Linked DNA regions of Sus scrofa: region 1 is linked to region 2. The links are chromatin contacts, called in public Hi-C maps. All regions are on one chromosome and are shown on one strand. Each heading gives the region's core, a stretch centred on a gene start, on an enhancer-like site or on the middle of the called end of the contact. The rest is flanking DNA. Distances are from core to core; before and after follow the strand shown.

Evidence for each region. Hi-C and Micro-C count contacts between places; a contact is called where the count stands out from the background.
Region 1: a contact with region 2 is called in a Hi-C map of alveolar macrophages, with 3 times the contacts expected there. The contact joins two enhancer-like sites. A contact is called at or near these places in 1 of 5 promoter capture datasets (liver), 32 of 47 Hi-C or Micro-C datasets (adipose tissue, alveolar macrophages, blood and 15 more) and 2 of 2 datasets of contacts at active chromatin or transcription factors (alveolar macrophages and skeletal muscle).

Annotation. Positions count from the first base shown.
Region 1 is chr10:16,262,940-16,268,527 of Sscrofa11.1, forward strand. SDCCAG8 (serologically defined colon cancer antigen 8) reads left to right here. Exons shown (of 16, transcript XM_021064181.1): 10 at 487-639. Among named protein-coding and RNA genes, the nearest start is that of CEP170, 74 kb to the left of the region's middle. Within about 2 kb of position 3,547, at least 3 of the 83 cell types and tissues checked have an H3K27ac peak or open chromatin away from gene starts, as enhancers often do. A contact at or near this core is called in alveolar macrophages, where this site is marked.
Region 2 is chr10:16,101,410-16,107,082 of Sscrofa11.1, forward strand. It overlaps CEP170 (centrosomal protein of 170 kDa), which reads right to left. Exons shown (of 20, transcript XM_021064150.1): 11 at 3,022-3,171; 12 at 169-295. Among named protein-coding and RNA genes, the nearest start is that of SDCCAG8, 87 kb to the right of the region's middle. Within about 2 kb of position 3,887, at least 3 of the 83 cell types and tissues checked have an H3K27ac peak or open chromatin away from gene starts, as enhancers often do. A contact at or near this core is called in alveolar macrophages, where this site is marked.

The DNA of each region.
Region 1 (5,588 bases), core at 2,297-4,796, 160 kb after region 2:
AGAATATTGGGTAGAGTTCTTTGTACTCTACGCAGGTCCCTACTGGCCAGTCATTCCATATACCTTGTTTATCATGTAAAGTACAGATTATTTTTAACCATGACCAAATGGAAAATCAGTTAAGTTAGATACTTATATATTTCATATTAGTATAAACATATAATTGAAATACTAGAACACTTGTTTTTTTCTAGTTTTTTTTTCCAAAATTCTAACTCCTCTGTGGCCCTTATCAAGGTTTGTTACCTGGATTTTCTTAGTCAATTAGTTAATATAGCCTTAATTGTGAACATTGAAATATGTGAATAAATGTAATATTCAAACACTATTTTAGATCAGTGTTGACAAATATGAAAAGAGTCTTTATGTTGATTTTAGAGTGACTTTTAACTATCTTAAATACAATTAAAGCTTAATTGTCTCATATCCCCTTTTTTCTTCTAAATTCTAAGGTCCCATTTCACTCTGTCTTGCTTATTCTGGCAGGCTTTAATCCAGTGCGAACAGTTGAAGAATGAACTAGAGAGGCAGACAGAACGACTTGAGAAAGAACTTGCATCTCAGCAAGAAAAAAGGACCTTTGAGAAAGAGATGATGAAAAAAGAAATGACAAAAGAAAGAGAGGACATGAGATCAAAGGTACTTAAGGGTTCAATTTGTTATCCACATTGCAGGAGAAATGTTTATGGGGATGTAATTGCTAATTCTGTAGGCTCTAATTTTTGAATGATCTTTAAAACTTTAAACCTTTTACGTAGTCTAGTTTGCTTAAAACTGAGAGTTCATAAAATTTTCTGTTCTTCAATGTATTTCTCTATAAAAGTTATATTCTCTGATCTTTCCAAAGAAAATAATTAATTAGATTTCATGATGTGAAATTGTGAAATTTACTCTAATCTTGCCATTCTGTTTGATTCCTCCTCTGTCAGAGGAGAGCAGGAGCTCTTCAGGTACCCAGATTTCATTTCAACCTTGGTTAAATCAAGGAGAGATGACTCTCCTGTTTCATCCCCACTTCTAAATTAGACTTTCAGAAGAGAAAAAAAAACCCTTTCATTTGTAAGAAACCAACTGACCCCCCCCCAAAAAAAAGTGATTCTATACTCTGTACAAAATAGGTTCTAACAAATTGCATGATGAATGATCACCATCACCAGATGAATAAATGGAAGGGAGAAATTAGAGGCAAAAGGAAGAGACAACATGAAATGGGCAGTATTTGAAAAGCGGTAGCAGACTAGAATGCAGAGTTTAGTGGAACTGTCTTTAAAGATGCTGCAGGAAAGTGAAATTAAGTGAGATGTGGTTCGTGAAGTAACCCAAACCACAGTTAGTTGCTTTGTTTTGTCAAAGCAGGCTCACAGCTTGGACCTACACATTGTCTTACAATATACCAACATGTGATCATTGACGCATTCAAACACCTACTGAGTCTGTGGTGTGCAAGGCGATGTGCAAGCCGAGGCCATGTAAAGAGAAAAATCACAAATTCTGCCCAGTGAGTTTTAAGTCTCACAGATACCCGAAGCAAGATAAATTCCCTTGTTTTCTTATCCTAAAAAAAAATCAAAAAACAAAGAAGCCTGTCAAAACCTAACTGTACTTCAGACTAACTGCCTACCTTCTCTGACCTGGATTGGTGATCTCAGTTGCTGAAGAAAATCCCACAGTCTTGCAGGTGACACCACCAATGGTCTTTAGTGTCCATGGCTCCTTCGGTGCTTTTTAGCAGTGTTCCTATGCATTCTTTTCTCTCCCATTCATTCAGGATGCAACAGATACTATTTGGAGGTCCCAGGAATGTGGTAGTCACAGGACTAATGCGGTTCCCTCATGAAGCTTATAGACTAGAGGGAGAGGTAGGCGTTAAACACCTACTACTGATTTTTACCCGTGATAAAGTGATTTTTTTTTTTTTTTTTTTTACCGATGAAGGTACAGTGTAGAGTACCATGAGAATGGATAACAGGCAAATATGACTTAGTCTCGGAGGTCAGGAAAGACTTTCCCAAGAAAGAGACTTTGCAAACGAGACTCAGAAGGGGTGGTCCGGTGAAGAGTCTCAGACCCAGGAAGACAACATTCCCAAGGCTCTGAAGCCAGAAAGCATCATACTTTCTAGGAATCTAGAGAAGGCTCAGATGACTGGAGCATTGAAGTTAGGTTCAGAGCAGTGGAAGATGAGTTGGGAGAAGAACGCAGGGACCATATCGTAAATGGCTTTAAAATTCATGTGAAGGATTTTTAATTTTATGCAAGCAGTGATGGAAAGCCATTGAATGGCTTTAAATTGGGCCATGTCATAGTGTCATTTACATTTGGGAAAAAATCATCTGTCAGGAGATTTGAAGGAGAACCAGTGACTGCCTGGAGATCAGGTGGAGGTAATTGGAGTAGTCCAGGTAGGAGGTGATGGTATCTTGCAAGGACTATTTCAAATCGCTTTTATTCTCCTCAAATTCTCTACCACAGCTCCTTTCCTCTCATCCTCAGCAGAGAGCCTTACTCTCCTAACAAAGGAAGTTGAAGTGATTAGGTGTAATCACTTCAACTTATTTATTTCCCCCCACCTCTGCCTGAAGCACAGTTGCACCTGTGTTGCACTCTGGTCAGAGGGAGAGGGGCTTAATGCTAATCCTTTCTCCTTGTTGTGGATCCCAACCTCTGCCACCACTTCGGGGACCTGTTTCTATTAGTTCCCCGCTCGCTTCCACTTCCGAATCTTCAGCCTGTCCTCACTGCAGCCTCTTCCTTATCATCAAGAAAATACTCAAATATTTTTCTCTCATCTGTTGAAAGAAACAACCATTCTAGTCTTTCTCCATCTTGGCTACCCAAAAGTTCCAAAAACTCATAGCTCAATCTGTATCCAAAATGACTCATGGGAGAATATCTGAGGGTAGGATAGAGGTATCTGTCATTTAAAAAATTGTCCAGGTGATTTCAATGTGCAGCCAAGACTGGAAGCCACTTTACTAATCCATTTCCCTCCTTACTCTTTCCCTCAATAGTCAAGTTTCTTGAAAGATTTGTCCATGTGTGTTGTTTTTATTTTCTCCCCACTCACTCACTGTTGAGCCCACTGCATTTCAGCTTTTGTGCCCCTAGCCAATGAAATTACTGTTGCTGTATTCACTGGAGACCTTCTTGTGCTATTTTTAGTGAATATTTTTCAGTTCTTACTCTCCTTAAAAGATTCTCTTTCATGTCTCTGAATCGATGCTCTTGATTTGGGAGCATGATGACGTGTGCCTTTTAGGTTACTGTGGTAAAGTGCCTTTGAGATAATGAAGGCGACATGTCCAGAAAGCAACTTGACAGGAGGTTTTAAAATTTAGCAGAGAGCTTTAGATTTAGGTGTTAAAAATGGCTAAAACATTTGAGGCTTTGATTTCAAGTATATATATGGTATTGATTCCTAAATCTTTATCTCTTTAGTGAGCTCCTGAACAGCTTCACTCCCCATCTTCCCTCTCATGGTAGAAACACTATTTATTCATTCAGCCGGTTGCCCAACTCAGAAATCTTGCTGTCATCCCTGTCTCTTCCTCCTCCCTCACCCCGGACATTATTGAGTCATCAAGTTCTAGGGATTCCGGCTCCGGGCAACTTTACGTTGCCCTGTCTCTCCATCCCAGTGCTTTCATACATCACCCTTGGATGATTCCGCCAGCCCCAGATGGTCTCCTTGCTTCCAGTCTCACCTCCTTCTCATCTGTTGTCTGCTCCGAAGAGTCAGAGATGATCTTTCTAAAATGAATACGTCAATAGGTCAGTCTCTTGTTTTACAGTCCTTTCATGTCCCTGTCTAACCCCTTGGATAAAATGTAGGATCTTTTACATTTTTCTTTCTCTCTTTGGCTGTGCAGTGTCATCTCCTTTCTTCCTATATCACCACCATCCTGACCCGCTTGCACCTCCTCAAGTGTGGAGACCTGCCAGTCTGCCATGCTATTTTTCATTTCCAGCTTTTGCCTGTGCCTTTTCCCTCCTGTTTCCCTCCTGTTTCCCTCCTTGCTACCCCCCACTGCCTAGAGGAATCTTCCTCTGGCCTCTGACTCATCCTTCATGGTTTTTCTTTTTTTTTTTTTTTTTTTAATAATTTTTTTTATTTTCCCACTGTACAGCAAGGGGGTCAGGTTATCCTTACATGTATATATTACAATTACATTTTTCCCCCACCCTTTCTTCTGTTGCAACATGAGTATCTAGACAAAGTTCTCAATGCTATTCAGCAGGATCTCCTTGTAAATCTATTCTAAGTTGTGTCTGATAAGCCCAAGCTCCCGATCCCTCCCACTCCCTCCCCCTCCCGTCAGGCAGCCACTTCATGGTTTTTCTTGATGCCACCTCTCCTCACAGTCTTCCAATGAGGAGTTTTGGGGAGCCCCTCTGATGGGCTTCTATAACTCAATTTACTGCAAATTCTTGTTGAAGTGTCTTCCCTAATTTACTGTGAGTCCCTGGAATATATGGTTTGTTAACACCCTATTGCTTGGCACATCCCTCCCACATAAAATACCCTCAATAGATATTTGTTGAATGAACACAAAGGGAAGAAAAAAGGCCCTGTGCCATTGGAAAGGCCTGACTAAAATACCAGGAGTTCAGAGGCTCAGACCAGATTCCTCTCTGCAAGAGATCATGGAAAACTTTGCGGAGAAGGCAGCATTTTCACTGAGCTTCCAACAAATAGGCAAGATTTAGGAATGCAGAATGTGCAGGAGAGAATGCTGGCTATAACCAACACGAGGAAGGACGCATGAGGAGGTAGATGAAGTTGTGAGCTGAGCCTTGCTTTTGCCAGACCGAGAGGGTAGCATCAAGAGCAAAGATCAGCTACCCTTCCCACCTGGGAGACTTTTTTCTGTGTTGTTTAGGGAGGAGTTCTTGCTGAGCAGTTCTACTATGTAAAGATATGTTGATGAGAATTCCTGATAAGAAGAGGCAAAAGATAGCTGAAATCCGGCCAGGCAGTATTCCAGGTGCTTTCATGTGTAATTTTCTTAAACTGCTAATTATTTTATGAGTGAAAGTGGCAACTGGAATACAATGCATTTGTGAGCTTGAGTCTTTTTTTTTTTTTTTTTTTCCTTTTACCCCCAGTAAGCCTTAGTTGACATTTCTTCTCAAGGTCATACCCTAAATAAAGATGTATGAATAATGAGCTGAAAGTGATCCTAGCACTGAAGCCAGTACTCTCACAGGAAATGGTAGAAGGAGGCTTTGGAGTAAAAGAATTTAGTGTTGAGTCCACTTTGACGTTTCTATGACCTTGAAAAATGCAGTTAACCTCTCCCCATTTCAAAGGCATAAATAATGGAGTTGATCTATTGATCAGTTGATAGGATGAAATAAGTAAATATTTTGAAACTACTTAATATACTACCTGGCTTAGAGTAGACAAATTAACAAATTTTACCTTGTGACTGTTATTCTCACTCTAGCAAGAGAGAAAGAAATAGCCTTACTGGATAGATTTCTTGGACCTATGTCTTGGTTACAAGCAGACAGAATTTAATATAAAGCCCACCTTTATTTTTTATTTATTATCTGAAATGAATTCGGGCAAATTAATTTTCTGAATC
Region 2 (5,673 bases), core at 2,637-5,136:
AAAAATAAAATTTAATGTAGGATGAGCAGGAGCATATGTGACTGTGTTTATTGAGGTTTAATTTACTTCTCACTATATAGATTTAGCTTATAGTACTTTAAAAGCTGATGTATGGTTCACAGAAAGAAAGAAAGAGAACAGAGAGAAAGAAAGAGAGAAAGGAAATACCATTCTCTAAAGGAAGAGGGATGGACAATTCCATTATCCTGTCTTCTTGATCATGCCTTGTATGATTGGCAGCCAAACTAGCCCACTGTGAAACCCAACGCTTGTTTCCAGATGAAGATGTGCCTTCCTAAAGGGTAAAAATAAGAGAATGAAATTATACAGTCAGGACCCATCTGATCCCCCTGTTCAGAGAATTCCATTTCATTCTTAAATTCCATTTAACCTGTTGTACAAAGCAATATTTAAACCTCATATTCCTGTATTATCATTTATTTATTTAAACCTCATATTGCTATATTATCAACATTTCTTCACATACAAAATGAAGATTTGGGGGGTTACCCCTTTTAACTAAAACATTATCACTGTGAATGTAGTATAATTTTCCCTACCAATTAAATACAACAATGGTATTAAAGTAAGCTCTTAGTGCTCATAACTTACTGCTGCTAAATAAATTCGGCTGTACGACTAAAGCTTTGTGGACGCTATAGTGAAGTTAGTTCTACTCCAGGCGGCAGAACAGAATCTGAAGACCTGTTCCTAAGTTGTTCTCCAGCTCTCTAAACGTCAGAGTCTCAAGGAGTAATTAAGTCTGCCAAGTCATGTTCAGGGATTTCAAAAACAAACCCAAGGCTGCAGGCTTTTTTTCCACAACACTTTAGTATTTCCAGAAGAAGCTAGAAATCGCTCAATCTTTAAGAAGTTTTGTATAACCATTCTGAACCTAGACCTGCCCCTGTCTAGATCTGTCTTTAAGGCAAGTGCTCGGTCAGGTGTGAAACAGAATTTAATTCATGACATGGTTCCATGGACTTATGGATGTACACTGGGTCAGTCTTTAATACGGAAGATCAAAGATTGTAGAAAAAATGTTTCCTCACTAAAAATCTAAGCCAAGGTTTAGTATTAAACCTGTAATGACCACTAAGGAATGGGACGCTATGGCCAAATTTCATTCTGAATTATCCAAAACACTATTTCATTATAAGTGTTAAAATGACAGGCTAGAAACTGATAAAGTAAATATTGAAGGTGAAAATAGTAAGTTGTATAACATAGCAATGCACATAAAAGGAAGCCTAAGGGTACCAAAACCTGCTAGAATCCTTGAATTCCTTTTGGGATTTCGTGGGAGCTGCCCACAGTTCTGAGACTGAGGAAATACTACAGCCATTCACACCATGCTAGGAATACCCACAGAAGGGTGGGTTTTAAAGACATATGTTCATGTAGAACCATTCCGTGAAGACAGTTCTGATGGCTTCTTTAGGTGGTTTCTTCAAAGTCAAGTACATGCTCGGGCTATATATAAATGTACTTGGCACGGGTCAAGGGGACAAACAGCAGAAGAGGGAGTGTTACAAATTCACAGTCACCAGCACCCTTCCTAGATTAACCAGAATACCAAAACACTGCTTCTAATAAGTATCAATTGCTTTCAGGAAGTAAATTATGCATCTTGTAAAACAGAAGTCAGAATAAAAATTCCCTAAGATCAAGGAGGAAAAAGGAATACTAAAATACAGTAACTGTTTCGATAGTTTTCAGGAAGGAGCAGACCATAAAGAGACAATTTTTACATTAATAAGCAAATATGTATCCATACTTACCTATCTATAAAGAATATTTAACTTACATTTCACAGATATTTCATTTTGTTTTATGTATACCATAAGATTTTATTTATATTTTATATTTACTTACTATTCCTGAATTTTAAATTAACTCATTTCCTGAAAGGCAATACAGCATAGTGAATAAGACAATGAATTAAGAAATCAAGGCTCCTTAAGGTTCAAATTCTGGCTCCACAAAGTATGAGTTTTAAGACCCTGACCAAGTTAATATCTACATACTTCAGTTTCATTATTTGTGAAATGGTACACAGCAAGTGTGTGGATGTTAAATCTTATTAGTTGAATAAATTATAATTATTTAATACTTCTCAATTATATACATTGTTCTATATTTCTTTCTGACATATCAGTGTAGAATGAAATTCTAATATCATTTCTGGGAAGGGAATAAACGTGTGCATAGATCTCAGACTATCATTACGCTGGGTGCTTTTCCTTGTAAATAGCTTTTATTAAAAATACCATTTGTACAGATGGGAAAACTGAAGCTAAGAGAGGGGAAATGACTGGCTCAAAGGTGCTGTTAGATGTGGCAGTTCTGGGATCTGCACTCAGGTCTTAGAAGCTCTACCATACCTCACGCGGTAACTCTCTTAACCAGGCCACCCCTAATTAATTCCACATTATTCTAGTTACCTCCTGGGCTGTCCTACAAGGGTGCTTATCTAGGTCTATCAGTTGTACCTGTCAGGCACTACTTTGCACACGTATCCTGGCATGATAGATCTTTCCATTCCAAACACACGACCCTCCTAGAAAGTACAAGCAGTGTATTTTTTTGTTTGTTTTATCTCATAATGCCAAGGAGAGCAGTGAGCACATAGCTCATTAGCTGCCTACTGAAATTTAACATTTTCCCTCACTGGCAAAAGAATATTAATTTTAAGAGTATTTTACAAGAGGATGTATCAGTTGCTTAAATAGAGTGGACCCTTGAACAAAGAGGGGGGTCGGGGGGAACAGGGGCGCCAACCCTCTGTGCAGTCAAAAACTCATGTGTAACTTTGCAGTCGGCCCTCTGTATCCCCGGGTCCCCATCCTTGGGTTCAACCACGCATGGGTTGTGTACTATTGTAGTGTGTATCTAGCAAGAAACATCTGCCTGTTAAGTGGAGCTGTGCGGTTCAAACTTGTGCTGTTCAAGGGTCAGCTGTAATTACAAATGACACAAATTTATACTATGTGCATGTAAAAAATAGGAAGCGATGCATACCTCTGAGCTGGGAAATCCAGGTGTACTCAGTGGTTTTCTTTCTTCCATTACTATTGCAGCAGAACTGAGAGCCCAATCTTTGACCAGATCTTTATGCTTTTCATTGATAATAGGCCTATTATAATCCTGATTGTCATCTACTCCAAATACCTAGGAAGAGAAAATTATTTTATAAATGAACAGTCTAAGCATCAGATTAATAGGTGACTATTATTAGTAACATCAGAGGCAAATAATGTTTTTAATTAATTTCATAGATAATTTCCGTAATGAGGGAAATCTGTTTAAGGACGGGGTGGCATCCAATAGGTGTAACGGCAGGAAAGGGAAGCAGGGCAGCGGCACGTTACGTAAACATCACTACCCTTTCTTAACCTTTAGCAAATGTTCTATTTAATAATAAATAAGCGATATTCAGGACATTGCCTCTGATTTGTTAAAAGATGTTAGTAACAGTAAACATTATAATAATGCCAAGAGTTAGGACAGAATAGCACACCACTTTAGCTTGTCTCTTTGCTCTGCTATTTTTGAGAAGCATGTTGGAAGCTGAAAGGTATGGGTGATTTTATCTGTTCATTCCCTAACAAACGCTTAACATTTACACGGATGAGGTGCATTTATACCTATGATTTTCTAAGGTCCTAAATAACAGATTTTATTGTATGATCTTTGTATAGAATATACCATAATCCTCAAACTTTGCATAGAATATAACATAATTCTCCAACGTAAAGGACTCTGTTTCAAGTGCAGATTCCTGAGTCTATTCACAGAGATGAGCATTTTCAATAAGAAGGTTGTTGGCTGTTTTATGGTCAACACTTTTGAAATATTTTAAACATAAAGACCAACAATTAGTCATCTGCCTTTAAGGGCAATTGCCTGAGTCTTACTCATTTACTGGCACAGAGTAGGCCCTGATGTTGCTAAACAGACTGGAAAAAGGTTGTAATTAAATAAAGTTTAACATTCTGTTTTACTGTTAAGCCTACTTTGTTTCCAATACTTGTATTTATAGGCATAGCTGGGCTCTAATTGTTACAACGAAGAAGAGGAAGTGTTTGATTTAGCCTTGTGTAGAAAAGGATCTTTAGAACATAACCAAAGAGGCTTCATTTTCTACAACAAAAGGAAAAAACCTTAAACTATTTTTCTAAAAAATTTTTTAATAACACGATCACCTATCTGGTAAATCATGAAGTCTACATTTAGCAATGCAGGTATCAGATTTTCAAATTCACTAAACTTCAAAATGTTACCACTAGATGGCATTACTTACTACTTATTCAACAATAAGTGGTTTTCAAGAAATACGGTTTAATATTCTGTTGAACCATTCAATATTCAAATGATCCTTGCTTTAAGAACAAATTGTGTATTATGAACTTTAAATCAAATATGAATTTTAATCATACACGGTAGTACAGTACAGAAGTGAAAAAAAACTGCTTCATTTTACTAAACATTAGAATTAACAAGTTTAAGAAGTTTAACAAGAATAGCAGTAAAACACACGAAGTATACCTTTCTATGCACTCTGCCTTCAACCCCACTTGTAAGAAAAAGGAATTAGAACTACTAAATCATTAGTGATTTTCTTAAATTTTAAAATTATCTCTAACTCAAGTCACTGAACTCCAGCTTTACTGAAGTTTATCTCATTTGTGTAATTGCTGGAAAAAAATCTAGAGTAAAAGATAAAAATAACCCCATGTGATTTCCTATAATGCTGTATCTCTCCATGTTAATTGATCAATTAACTTCAGTTAATTTCTGATGTAATGCTATTTAATTCTAATCCTTCTCAAAATGGACTTCCAAAACTTCATTTCCTCAAATAGCTAAGTACCAGCAATTTCAAATATATTATACCTCTCCAAATCACCTCTGACACTATTTTGAAATGAAAACCAAAGACATACACAGGGAACTAAGTTCTTAGGGAAGGGGACTGAAGTTGTACAGACAGTTCTCAGGTGACTTTTTACAGATTCCTCTGAAAGACTCAGGGATAGCTGGACGCACATCTGTCAGAGAGGCAACAACTTATTTTCCAAACCAGTGACAACCCGAGGTGCTGCTGTATGGGTAAAGAAGGCTTCAAAGTTCATACCAATATTTTTGATGGTGTTTAAAAAATTGATGACAGTTAACAACTAGCTCAGCTTGACACTGAAGTCGTCACTTCTGTGTCTAAGTACAAAAAATCCACAACTTCCATGGGAAAACAGAGAAGACAGGAACAGCTGTACCATCCATATACTTTAAAGCTGCAACACTTTTTACATCTAAAAAAATACACTAGGAGTTCCTGTGGCGGTTCAGCGGTAACAAAACCAACTAGTATCCAAGAGGATGCGGGTTCGATCCTTGGCCTCACTCAGTGGGTTAAAGATCCTGTGTTGCCATGAGCTTCCGTGTAGGTTGCAGACGCAGCTCAGATCCTGTGGGGCTGTGGTCTAGGCTGCCAGCTGCGGTTCTGATTCAACCCTAGCCTAGGAACTTCCATATGCCACAGGTGCGGCCCTAAAAAGGAAAAAAAGACAAAAAAAGTACATAAAATCTGACATATGATATCATACTTAGAACTCGAGAGCTCCTCAAAGCAGAGACCAAGTTTGCTAGATTTTCTCATCTTTTCATTCTAGA